Linked DNA regions of Astyanax mexicanus: region 2 is linked to region 1. Evidence: chromatin contacts called from public Hi-C data. All regions are on one chromosome and are shown on one strand. Each heading gives the region's core, a stretch centred on a gene start, on an enhancer-like site or on the middle of the called end of the contact. The rest is flanking DNA. Distances are from core to core; before and after follow the strand shown.

Evidence for each region. A called contact is a pair of places that touch in the nucleus more often than the background predicts.
Region 2: a Hi-C map of muscle shows a contact between it and region 1, with 7 times the contacts expected there. The contact joins the promoter of rpl29 here to the promoter of dusp7 in region 1. A contact is called at or near these places in 2 of 3 Hi-C or Micro-C datasets (both in muscle).

What each region holds. Positions count from the first base shown.
Region 1 is chr24:16,265,633-16,271,198 of AstMex3_surface, forward strand. It overlaps dusp7 (dual specificity phosphatase 7), which reads left to right and starts at 3,732. Exons shown (of 3, transcript XM_022682614.2): 1 at 3,732-4,819. The coding sequence starts at 4,414.
Region 2 is chr24:16,419,686-16,425,887 of AstMex3_surface, forward strand. It overlaps rpl29 (ribosomal protein L29), which reads left to right and starts at 1,583. Exons shown (of 4, transcript XM_015605589.3): 1 at 1,583-1,675; 2 at 2,162-2,213; 3 at 2,335-2,399; 4 at 4,465-4,635. The coding sequence starts at 2,177. The coding sequence ends at 4,557.

The DNA of each region.
Region 1 (5,566 bases), core at 2,482-4,981:
GCGTCCTCGTCCAGGCTTGTTTACCACTGTTCCAGTTGTTTTAAACTTCTTAATAATTCCTCTGACAGTAGATATGGACAGGTGTAGGCGAGTAGCGATTTTCTTGTAGCCATTGCCTGACTTGTGAAGGTCAACACACATCTGCCTCACTTGAATGGTATGTTCCTTTGTCTTTCCCATGTTGAAGATAAATGGCCTCTGTGTCACGTCATATTTATACCCCAGGGAAACAGGAAGTTGTGAATTACTAATTAAATGTTCCTACATACTCTGATCAACTTCGTAAACTACTGTAGAAGTGACAGAAATACTTTTATTAAATTTATTTCCTAAGAATTGTTAGGGGTGCCAATAATTGTGGAACAGGTGATTTTATGAAGAATAATTTTTTCTTAGTCAGGGATTTTATTTCCCCCTTAAAATTTACTTGAGTTAAAGGTTGGACTTTACTTTTTTTTCCCATCGTGGTCCTATATTATTTTGAACAAAACTCAATTTATGAGAAGCTAAAGAACACATCTTAACCAGGGGTGCCAATAATTATGGAGGGCACTGTATACATGCAGACCATTATTACAACTACTTTTAACACCATATCTACATCACCAAAGAATGCAATGGTGTTGCACCAGGCTATCATGAAGTGACTCAAAAAGGCACACTTTTTGTCTTGTTGGAGATGACCAACTAATCAAAAGTTAGAGGCACCATGGTCTGTATCAATATCAATAGTTTCTTTTCACTCATCACATGACCAGAAGGCCTAGTACTAAGGTGTGGAGTGCAATTTCATAGGATGCCAGATTACCTTTACCTATCTTTATTTCAGGCACTTTAAAAGTCCAAAGTTACGTTAAAGAGGTTCTGCAAGCCTACCTTGTGACCTTACCTATTTCATAATGCACACTCCAGTGTGGACACAGATGCTATGCCATGGTCAGCCACATCATCAGACCTATCCCCAATTGAAAATGTGTGGGATGCTATTAGATGCGCAATCAACACTTTCACAAAATCTGCAGGAATTGCAAGAAAATATTCAAGCTGCCACCATTAGGAACCTCTACAACTCCATGCCGTACTACGCATATTTTTAGATGACTTAGTGTTAAGCACTCTGCTTTCATAAGTATAAACTTTGACGTGTTTATTTTAGGTCACCTTTCTTGCACTAAAATGGACGACTTCTTGGTGGAGGTCCTTAAAAGTTATAAACGCTTTGAGACATCCCAAACTGGTTTAGCTGGTCAAGCTGGACGACCACCACAATGAACTAGTTCTGAACTGGCTATCAAGCTCTAGCTGAACCTGAATAAAGCACAGCTGCTGTGGGATGATGGATTCTTACAGTAATGGATTTTCCAGTCGTGGCTCAGGCCGGCTGAGCAGCGGAGGAAATGGCGGGCGAGGCGTGGGAGGTGGCGCTGTGAAGGTGGATTAGCGAAGGAGTGGGCTGTGTGGAAACTGCACCCGGCACCGGTGTCATTTAAGCACATCTGAATTACGCTTCAGAACTGAGACAGAGTACAAATACTACCAGCATGTCTAACCACACAAACATTAGCTGACTGGCTGACAACTCATCAACAATTAATTAAGTCACATTGGACATTTATCACTAACAACATCAAAAAAAGAACTTTGCTGCATGTCTGTTAATGCGACGTCCTGTACAAACCACATGATTAATAAAAGCTTACTTCATATAATGCAGATGACCGGTCTGTTTAAAACTGACCAAAACTGTCAATCAAAAAAATGGTTTCTGGGAAGAAATCAAAACAGGAATATTTGCACTGTTGGAATTAAGGGATGATGATGCTGTGTTGTTACACTAAATAATTAAAGAAAAAACATGTAGAAGGTTATAAACATTTATTGCATCCAATACTAGTGTTTAGTAGCATGTATTTTATTTGGATTTCAGTGTGATTAAAAGTAATTAAACTGTTATTACTATACAACTACATGTGTAATTACATTGATATTTACACTGGAATAGTTAACCAACAAAAGAACAGTAAGAACATGCATTTCAAGAGCTTAAAATGTGGGTATTTGATAAATACTCTCATACTTTTTTGGACAGTCAGGGTAATTTATTGGATGCTCAGAGGCCTCTATAGAAGCTCTATTCTGAGAGAGAGCCGTCACTCACTGTGTGGAAGGCCTTTCATAGGATAAGAGGATGGAAACACAAGGACTGACAGTTCGGAGTGTCTGTAAGTCAACCGGATGCATAAAAGGCCATTGTGTCCGGCCCGGCCCGGGCTGCCGTGCAGCTGTGGTGAAATCAGACGTTCCTCTTTTTTTTTTTTTTTTACATTTTCAGCAGAGTCTTTCACAACATGTCCTCCAGTACTATTTCCTCTTAGATTGCAGCAAGACAGTAAGCGCTACGGCAAATATAGTGCAATGTTTACTCACAGCCTTCACATGAAAATACTTTAATACTCCTGTTCTGGTCATAAAATTAAAATCACCTGCCTATAATACTGTGTATGTCTCAGAAATAGCTCAGACTCCACAAAAGCCACAACATTAACAGCAAGTCTTTTAAATCCTGTAAGTTGTATGGTGGGCAGCGCCTCCATTAGCATCAATGAGGCCTTAAGCACCAGTGACTATGTTGCCAGTTCACTGGTTGTCCTTCTTGGCCATTGCATACCAAGGAACACTTCACAAGACCTGCATGATGTTCTAGAGATCTTCTGACTTCTGAGTCATCTAAAATATCACAGTTTGGTTCTTGTAAAAGTTTCTTAGGCTACGTTCACATTATCTGGCTACATTTACTCAAATCTGATTTTTTTTTTCTCAATGTTTTTTTTCATGGCTGTGTGAACTTGCCAAATCCGATTGGTTCGAATCAGATTTGAGTCACTTTTATTTGTGGTCCTATATTAGATTTGTATCCAATCCATTGACATGTGACATGAATGTAAATGGTCAAATCGGAATTTATGTGTTTGTTTTTTTTGCTTTTATGCGTATGCTACGTGCTTCTCTTTCATACCCACACATCTCTTGGTGCAGCTGTGCAGCTATCACTGCAAAAACAGCAAAAGCAAACTGCCTGGTCTTTTTTCTCCTACTCGACCTGAACATGTACTTCAGACCAGCTGTTTCCTCTCCATTTAGCAAAAGATGCTCCACATATGAGCTGCTAACTCATCCATTTCCCTTTATAAAGCTAAGAGTCGTCTCTCAGATATGACGTTTTTTGTTGTTGGTGAAAAGGCGAAGTTTATCTAGGTATCAATGTGCGCATGTGAGATGTTTCAGGGACAGATTCATTCACATTACACACAGATACAGGTCACTTACATTTGTGAATATGAACCGTCAAGATGGCCAAATCCGATATGAGCAAAAAATCGGATTTGAGCAACGTGGCATTTAATGTGAATGTAGCCTTAGATTCTTACACCTGATGCAACCCATCAGCTTCAGGAACTGACTGTTCACTTGTCGCTTGTTATTCATTTCACCTCCAGTATCTGGATTATACTGTATATAAAGGGTTTACAGCCAAACCATTCAGTTTACAGTTAACGCTGAACACGTGAGTCTAAAATTGGATGATTAAACCCCATCTGAACGTTACAAATAACACAGAACATGCACGGTATGGGCCCTTTAACGCGTCCTTTCTGTAACTCCTCCCCCTCTCTCCTTGTCTCCTCCTTCCATTCTTGTCTCCTCCCTCCCTCCTCCTCTCGCGCTCCAGCTCCGTGCACCCTGTTTTATTCCAGCCTGTCAACCGCGCGAGGCGAAAATGACAAGCAGGACAGCGGCGGAGTCCAGCCTCAGCACTGCGATTACTACCACCACCACTACCACTGCTACTGCTGCTGCTGCTACCACCACCATGCTTCACAGGTCGCGACAATAACAAAACTTCTCCCCCCCAAAACAACAACACTACTACTGCTGCGCGCGGGCTGAGGTGCTGGAAGAGGTGGTGGTGGGGGAGAGAGAGATAGAGAGAGGTAGAGAGACATACAGAACTACAGAAATAGAGAGACTACAGAGGGAGAGAGAGAGAGGGCTGCTGGTGCTGTCGGTGCTCTCGCAAATGGACGCCCCGTTCCAGCAGCGCGAGGACCGTGAAGATAGTACCCAGGAAGACCGAGAGGCACGTAAGGACAGCCCCCAGCGAGCGCGCGCATGGGGGGACGCGTTCTGAGCTCGTCGTGATTTTTGATCCGTGTTCTGATTTTTTTTCACCCAAATATTCGGAAATCTTTTTTTCCGAATATTTTCTTTCTTTACTCCGTTTTTATTGCGCATCCACCTAAAACCTTTCATCATCCTCCTTTTGCTTTTAGCCTTCCCTCCTCATCTTCCTCATCCCCACCGTTCCACCGGATTTCGCCACGCGCACCGAGCCCCCCGTCCCCCTTTTCCCCCATGAAAAACAACCACCTCCGAAGCTGCTCCCGGGACGTGCGCGCGATCATGGCGAGCAAGAGCGTGGAATGGTTGCAGGACGAGCTCGAGACCGGCGCGGGCTCCTTACTGCTGCTGGACTGCCGCGCGCACGAGCTCTACGAGTCGTCGCACATCGAGTCGGCCATCAACCTGGCTATCCCGGGCTTGATGCTGCGCCGCCTGAAGAAGGGCAACCTGCCCATCCGCTCCATCATCCCCAACAACGAGGACAAGGAGCGGTTTGCCAAGCGCTGCAAGACCGACACGGTGGTGCTGTACGACGAGGCCACCGCCGACTGGCCCGAGAACGGCGCGGCGGGCTCCGTGCTGGGGCTGCTCATGCAGAAGCTGCGGGACGACGGCTGCAAGGCGTACTATTTGGAAGGTAACGCCAGCTAACTTCTGTCTTTAAAAAGTATTTAAAAGTTCGAAACTTTATTTTTTTACGCGTATCTTTCCTTTCTGTTTCGCGAGTCTATGTTAATATATTTTGGAATATCGTCTGCTGTCAGTTTGTGTTTTCTTTAACGTTTTATCTCTTCTCAAGTTCTACTTGTGTCCGTTCCACCTTAAATAGTGCTGCAGTTGCACGTTGAAGAGACAGTATCGTATTAAAAGCCAAGTTGAACATTTAAGGTGGAACGGATCATTCTAGCACAAAACTGGAAAATAACGATAAACGCTACTTTTGGCTAAAAGTAAGAAATAAAAGCAAAGCTGGAAATTTAAGTTGGAATGAACAATTCGAACAGGACTCGAAAATCTCGTATTTTAATTGTGATATATAACAGCTAGAATCAGATCAAAAACTACTCACAAATACTCACTTATATTTTATATATCAAATAAGCAACTTGTTTATCAGTTTTGTCAAATAAACACATAATACATAATATACACATAATATATTCAGTAATGTAATCTAACAGTTGACTAGACAAACCTTTCTTTGAAAAAGTCTTAAGAACTTTTTAATTTTATTTTATTTTAATACGCACTTTTTGTGTTGATTCAGTCTCATTAGCTAATTTTCTGTAGTGTATTCAAAACAATATGTGTTAAAGTTATATGTTTTCTAAATGTTTTAATATTTAAGGTTAAGTTTCTCCTGTCCACCTTAAACTCTTAAAAT
Region 2 (6,202 bases), core at 333-2,832, 150 kb after region 1:
AAATACTTAGAAGTAGTAATGTTGGTTATATATATACGTTACTTGAGTAATTCTTTCTCAGATGACTTTTTACGTTCTACTCCTTACATTTTAAAAATAGTCTTGTTTTGTTTCAGCTTGTTTTATTTACGGCATCTCATCGTCAAAAAAAAAAAAAAAGATAAACCTCTCCATCCAGATAAATTTTAATTTGATTGTGGTTGGATGAATAATATAAACATATACCATTCCTACGGAGTCTCTAAGGTGACATCATGCTTAAAAAAAAGTATGCATGACCACGACTTATTAAGGTTTGTGAATGAGATCCTAATGCGTGGCTATAACTTATTAAGGTGTGCGAAAAAGATCCTAATTCATGGCCACGACTTACTATATTAAGATAATGAGATAATTAAGGTGTGTGAATGAGATAATTAAGTTGTGGCCATGACTTTTTGAGGCCTGGGAATAAGATAATTAAGTTGTAGCCAGAAAATAAAAGCTAAATTCTGCAAATTAATAACCATGAAGAAACTGAATATTACATCAAAATCCAAAAAGGGATAATCTTTTGTAAGAAAATGAGAGTGAATTGGGTTATTTGTATTTTTATCTTGGAATGAATTATGGAGATGTTTTGGAGTATCTTGCGAGACATGGCATAATACTAAATAAAAGACACTTTATTCTCATACGAAAAGCTGATTGGCTCGGACGCAGACAGTATGCAGACCTGTTTACCTTCCTTAGGCAGTCATATTGTGCACAACCCCTGAAAGCTGCTCTGTGCTGACTTTGGACTTGAGAAAACACAGTGGATCAACACCAGCAGATGACATGACTCTCCAAACCACCACTGATAATCAGTAAATTTTACATTTCATTTGTAAATCCAGGGAGCAGAGTCTGGAGGAAGAGTGGAGAGACACACAGTCCAAACTGCTCGAGGTCTAGTGTGAAGTTTCCACCAATCAATGATGGTTTGGACTTAGGAGATGTCATCTGCTGATGTTGATCCACTGTGTTACATCAAGTCCAAAATCAGTGCAGTGTTTTCCCACAAAATCTTACAGCACTTTATGCTTCACTCTGCTCACTGACAATTTTTATGGAGTTGGGGATTTCATTTTCCAGCAGGACTTGGCACACTGCCCACACTGCCACAAGTACCAATTGGTCTTAAATAATATTTTAATTTTCCGAGACACTGATGTTTGGGTTTTCATTAGCTGTAAGTCGTAATAATCAACAATAAAATATAGATCACGCTGTGTGTAATACACTTATATAATTTATGAGTTTCTCATTTTGAACTGAATTACTGAAATAAAGTAACTTTTCAATAAAATTCTATTTTTTCCCAGATGCACTAGTATGCAGTCTAAACAGGAAGCCTAGTGCAACACTTACATTTTAATATAAGATTATAGTCATTACGGATTTTAATAAAATGTGTTTTGGGGACATACGATTTTGTCCTTAATTAATACTTCTCCTTCTACAGAATTATTTTAAACCTCATTATCTATTTTTCTCCCTTAGTAATGAATGTAAACACTTTTCACACCTTTTATAAGAAGTGGGCGCTCTCGCCATAGACCAGCTCTGCTGCGGCTTCTTCTCGGGGACTTTTATTTCCCACAATCCCCTGCACGTTCTCTCTCTTCCGGTTGTCGTGCTGTTCGTGTAGCAGGTAGAAAATATGCCGCTTTATTTCAGATTAATCTGCTTTAATCCTCCGTCTGTATCAAAGTTACATACGATATTATCGGTCTGTGGTGTTTAATGATGCGTTATGAGTGCGGACAGTTGGAAATGGGGGCAGATTTTATTGTAAAATGTTTATTTTAAACGGTTTAGATCTGCCACGGCTCGGCGGTCTGCAGTCAGCTGTGAGCAGCTGCGGATAAAAGTCTTAGTTTATTAATTATTATATTGTATAAGGTCTTAAATGTTGTGATAGTAATGTTGGTGTCAGGATTTTGTAGAATATCAGAGCTAAATAAAGGTTAAGAGAATTTATTTGGTTCGTTTAGAGAGACTTGTGTGTAGCTAATGCCTGGCCCACCGTAAACAGTAAAGTAGCTTCAGTTATAAGTCCATGCTTTTTGTTAGATATTTCTGTTGGTTAAGAAATTCATGTTCTTTAATAATTGTATTTATCCTCTTGTGTTAACAGACAGCTTAATTAAAAATGGCAAAGTCGAAGAACCACACCACGCACAACCAGTGTGAGTATTTGTGTTCAGCTCGTTCAGAACTGTAGCTTTATAGCATTTATCAATCTGTGTGTAAAATAAAAAGGATTAATGCTTTTATACACTAAACTCCCTGCTCTGTTTATCCCTGCAGCCCGCAAGTGGCACAGAAATGGCATCAAGAAGCCCCGGACCCACCGTTACGAGTCCCTGAAGGGGGTAAGTTTAATTTAATGTTTAATTCACATGTGCAGTTGGGCTCCCACACTGTTTATCTACTAGTGCATCTTATGTCATGTTATATAGATGTATTACACACATGTTATTGTTGATTATTATGGCTTGCAGCTTTTGAAAACCCAAAAATCAGTGTCTCAGAATATTTGAATATTATATAAGTGAAGCAGTGTGCCAAGTCCTGCTGGAAAATGAAATCCGCATCTCCTTAAAAGTTGTCAGTAGAGGGAAGCATGAAGTGCTGTAAGACCATCACTGATTGTGGAAACTTCCCACTAGACCTCAAGGAGCTTGGACTGTGCATCTCTTCACTCTTCCTTCAGACTCTGCTCCCTTGATTTGCAAATGAAATGTAAATTTTACTGATGATCAGTGATTGTTTGGAGTGACATGTCATCTGCTGGTGTTGATCCACTGTGTTTTATCAAGTCAGTGCAGTGTTTTCCCGAAAAATCTTACAGCACTTCATGCTTCCCTCTGCTACTGACAACTTTTATGAAGATGCCATTTTCATTTTTCAGCACACTGCCAAAAGTACCAATTGGTCTTAGAAAATTAGATTATGAGATCAATCAACAATAAATGAAACTTTAAAATGGATCACTTTGTATGTAATACATCAATATAATGAGTTTTATATTTTGAACTGAAATACTAAAATAAAGTAACTTTTCAATGATATTCTAATTTTGAGGTGCACTAATAGATTAACTATTGTGCGATATTTACCATGTAAATAACCCCAAATAACCCATGGTGCTGTATGTGTTACAGATCCTTTAAAGTCTGTAAAGTATCTTACAGCGCACAGTTTGTCTTTTACTCTAAGTCCATAAATGACACTAAACATCCTTAGCGCATCATCACAGGACTGTGTGAATCTCATCCTTTGACCTTATTTAAGGAATGTAGGAGTGCTAGAGATAAAAGTAGCTCCTTTTGAAAGTGCATTATTTGCTGCTACAGATCTGTTCCAACAACTTAACTGTACAAATGTATAAATGTTTTATGTTCCATATAACTAGTTCTGACCTGATTTATAGAACAAATTGTTAGTAATAGTTATGAAATTGTAATTTGTTGCCTCATGATTTTAAACCTAACATATTTACAGTAATGTGACCTCTCATTACAATAAGAAACAAACATGAATGAGCTGCTCACTAAATTTATTATTCAGTTTTGATGGGTCCGGGCTCTTATGGGTTTTTTGTTGTCTTGTCATGTAAAATTAGCAGTGTTTGAGAGAGAGATCCATCTGAGCTCTGACACTGTCTTTTATGAACCACATGTTTCTCACTTGCTCAAACCTCAAGAGAAATGCAATTAAAAATAGGTAAATAATGAGGCAAATTTAAAAATCGATTGTTGATGCAATTCCATTTTTACCCTGGGTTATGTTGTAGATTGGATATTGTGGGTTTACCAGACATCTTTGTAATCTACAGACCAGGACTGATCATATCTGATTGTAAACCTGAGCTGAAGTCATTTTTTCAGTTGTTCGAGAAGTTTCATTTAGTGACTCAGTGAAAGTAAAAGAAGTTGCTTTTCTTTAAAATACATATAAACCTAATGATGATTAAAATGATTACCTAATAATATAAATGACAATCATATATATAATGGCCTATGTAAAGTATCAAAGTAAACTAATCTTTGGGAAAATGTAACGTATTGCACCTTTAAGCTCCAAGAGCTTACAAGTTCAAAAAAAGTTAGAAAATTGTGGTGTGTGTTGCTGTTGTAACAAATGTGTGATGTTACTTGTGTGAGTAGGTGGCTGCAACAATATCTCTAATGGGTAAAAGTTATTCATGTTGTTGCTATGCTGTCCATCATTTTAACATTAGGGCAAATGTGATTCAGAATCGGCCATATGGATGCTGTAAATACATCTGTTTGCGCGTTCAGTTGATTTGGAAATTGAAGCATTTTTGAAAATTGCAGCTAAAAATGTTCAGCATCTATTCTGCAGATTAGAGTTGCAGCTGATAAATTTGTTTTCCAGTTGAATCAAATAGTAATGGTTTCTTCTCTTCTACAGGTTGACCCCAAGTTCCTGAGGAACATGCGCTTTGCCAAGAAACACAACAAAAAGGGGTTGAAGACCATCGCAAAGAAGGAGGCTCCGAAATAGGAAGTGTTGGCTAGTCGACGGTGTACAGGAACTGCAAACGGACTTTATACCATCAACAATAAAGCCATGCTTCGTTAATTGGAATAAGAATCTTGTATTTTTTTTATGGTACACTTCAGTCCTTTAAATGCTTACCTTTTCCTCACGACTTTGCCCCAAACTTGTCAGATGGCTGCAGCATACTTTATATTTTTGTCCCCATACCTATGTCAGGCTTAATACACGCAATGTCTTAGGATTAAACCTAGTCCTAGGCTCTGCTCTGGTTTTAAAGAAGATCTTTCATAAATAGAAAACGGAAAGCCGTAACTGAACTGAATCCCTCTGCAGGAAACCAGCTGTAAGTGGTTTTCTATTTAAAAGAGCACACAAAGTAAGGAATTTGTGTTAAATTTCTGTAGCAGGGCCCATGCTCACAAATGCTGCCAATCAAGCACCTGATTTGCAACACCTGGGGGCACCAGATGCTCAAGACAAGTCAATTGCAACAGCAACATAAATTGTTTGGTATTGGTAGAGACGATTTGGTGAATGTTTCTACTGCCACTCCCACAAATGCATGTTCCTAACATATGCAACAAGGAGTTTCCTAACAAGGAAATTTACAGGCCTTCCAAAAGTATAGAATTTATTGCCAAAAAGTGTTGGTACACCAACGAAATAAAATACTAAACACAAATTTCTTTATTTTTTGCTCTTTATATTTGGTGTCAAATTAGCTGATTTGTTAAATTTTCTCAAATCCCGCATATTTAGGTTCCAAAAAAGGCTTGAGGTCATCAAAATCCAGGACCATTCACTAGTGTTATAAATGGGTGTGGTTTAAAACATAGTGCACCTTAGTCTATAAACTAGAGGTGGGTAGTATGATCTTTAGTTTATAATTGTGTTTCTGTGATGCAGTGTACTTTTCAGAGCAGATTATAAACATCAGGACATAAAAAACCATAAACAGCTGTGAATTTTCAATACATGAAGTGTAATTAATCCTGTTATTTGGGTGTAGTCCATTTTTTATGAAATATCTGTAATAAATAATAGGAAGGTAGCAGTTATAAGTCCACTGTTGGGCACTTGGTTTATGTGTTAAAAATATTTAATAGTAATAATAGCCGTGTAGTGTGGACATTAATAACATTGTGTGAACATGCTTTTGTGAACTAGCATATTTGTACCATGTTGATTTTCCCTTCCTTAAATGAAGGTAAGTTATGAGGATACAAGTGTATGAAATGTACCAGTTTTCGAGTAAATAAGGTAAACGTTTGTGAGGGGTTTTTACACAGATGAAATTGTGGACAGTATATGCTAGCAGTGTTAGCTTAGCATTCCCTGCTATAAACAAACAAACTAAAAACATCAACTGTCAAACAGGTAATGCTTTTCTGACTTATTGCCGTTATTGTAATATTATTTGACCCTACTGTGACCTTTTTTAGTGGGAGCAGTGGGCTTTGTGGATGGGCACTGAGCACTGGTTCACTTTTCCTTCTGTTAGCTCCAGTCTTGTCATCGCTTGGTCTACAAATAGCTGACCAACTGTGCTAATCCGATAACAGGGTTTAGATGGTCTCCAGTCAGACTCTGACCACTGCAACCCGTCCACTGAGCGATGTGGCTGAAACTGGTGGTTAGAAAGCTGTTT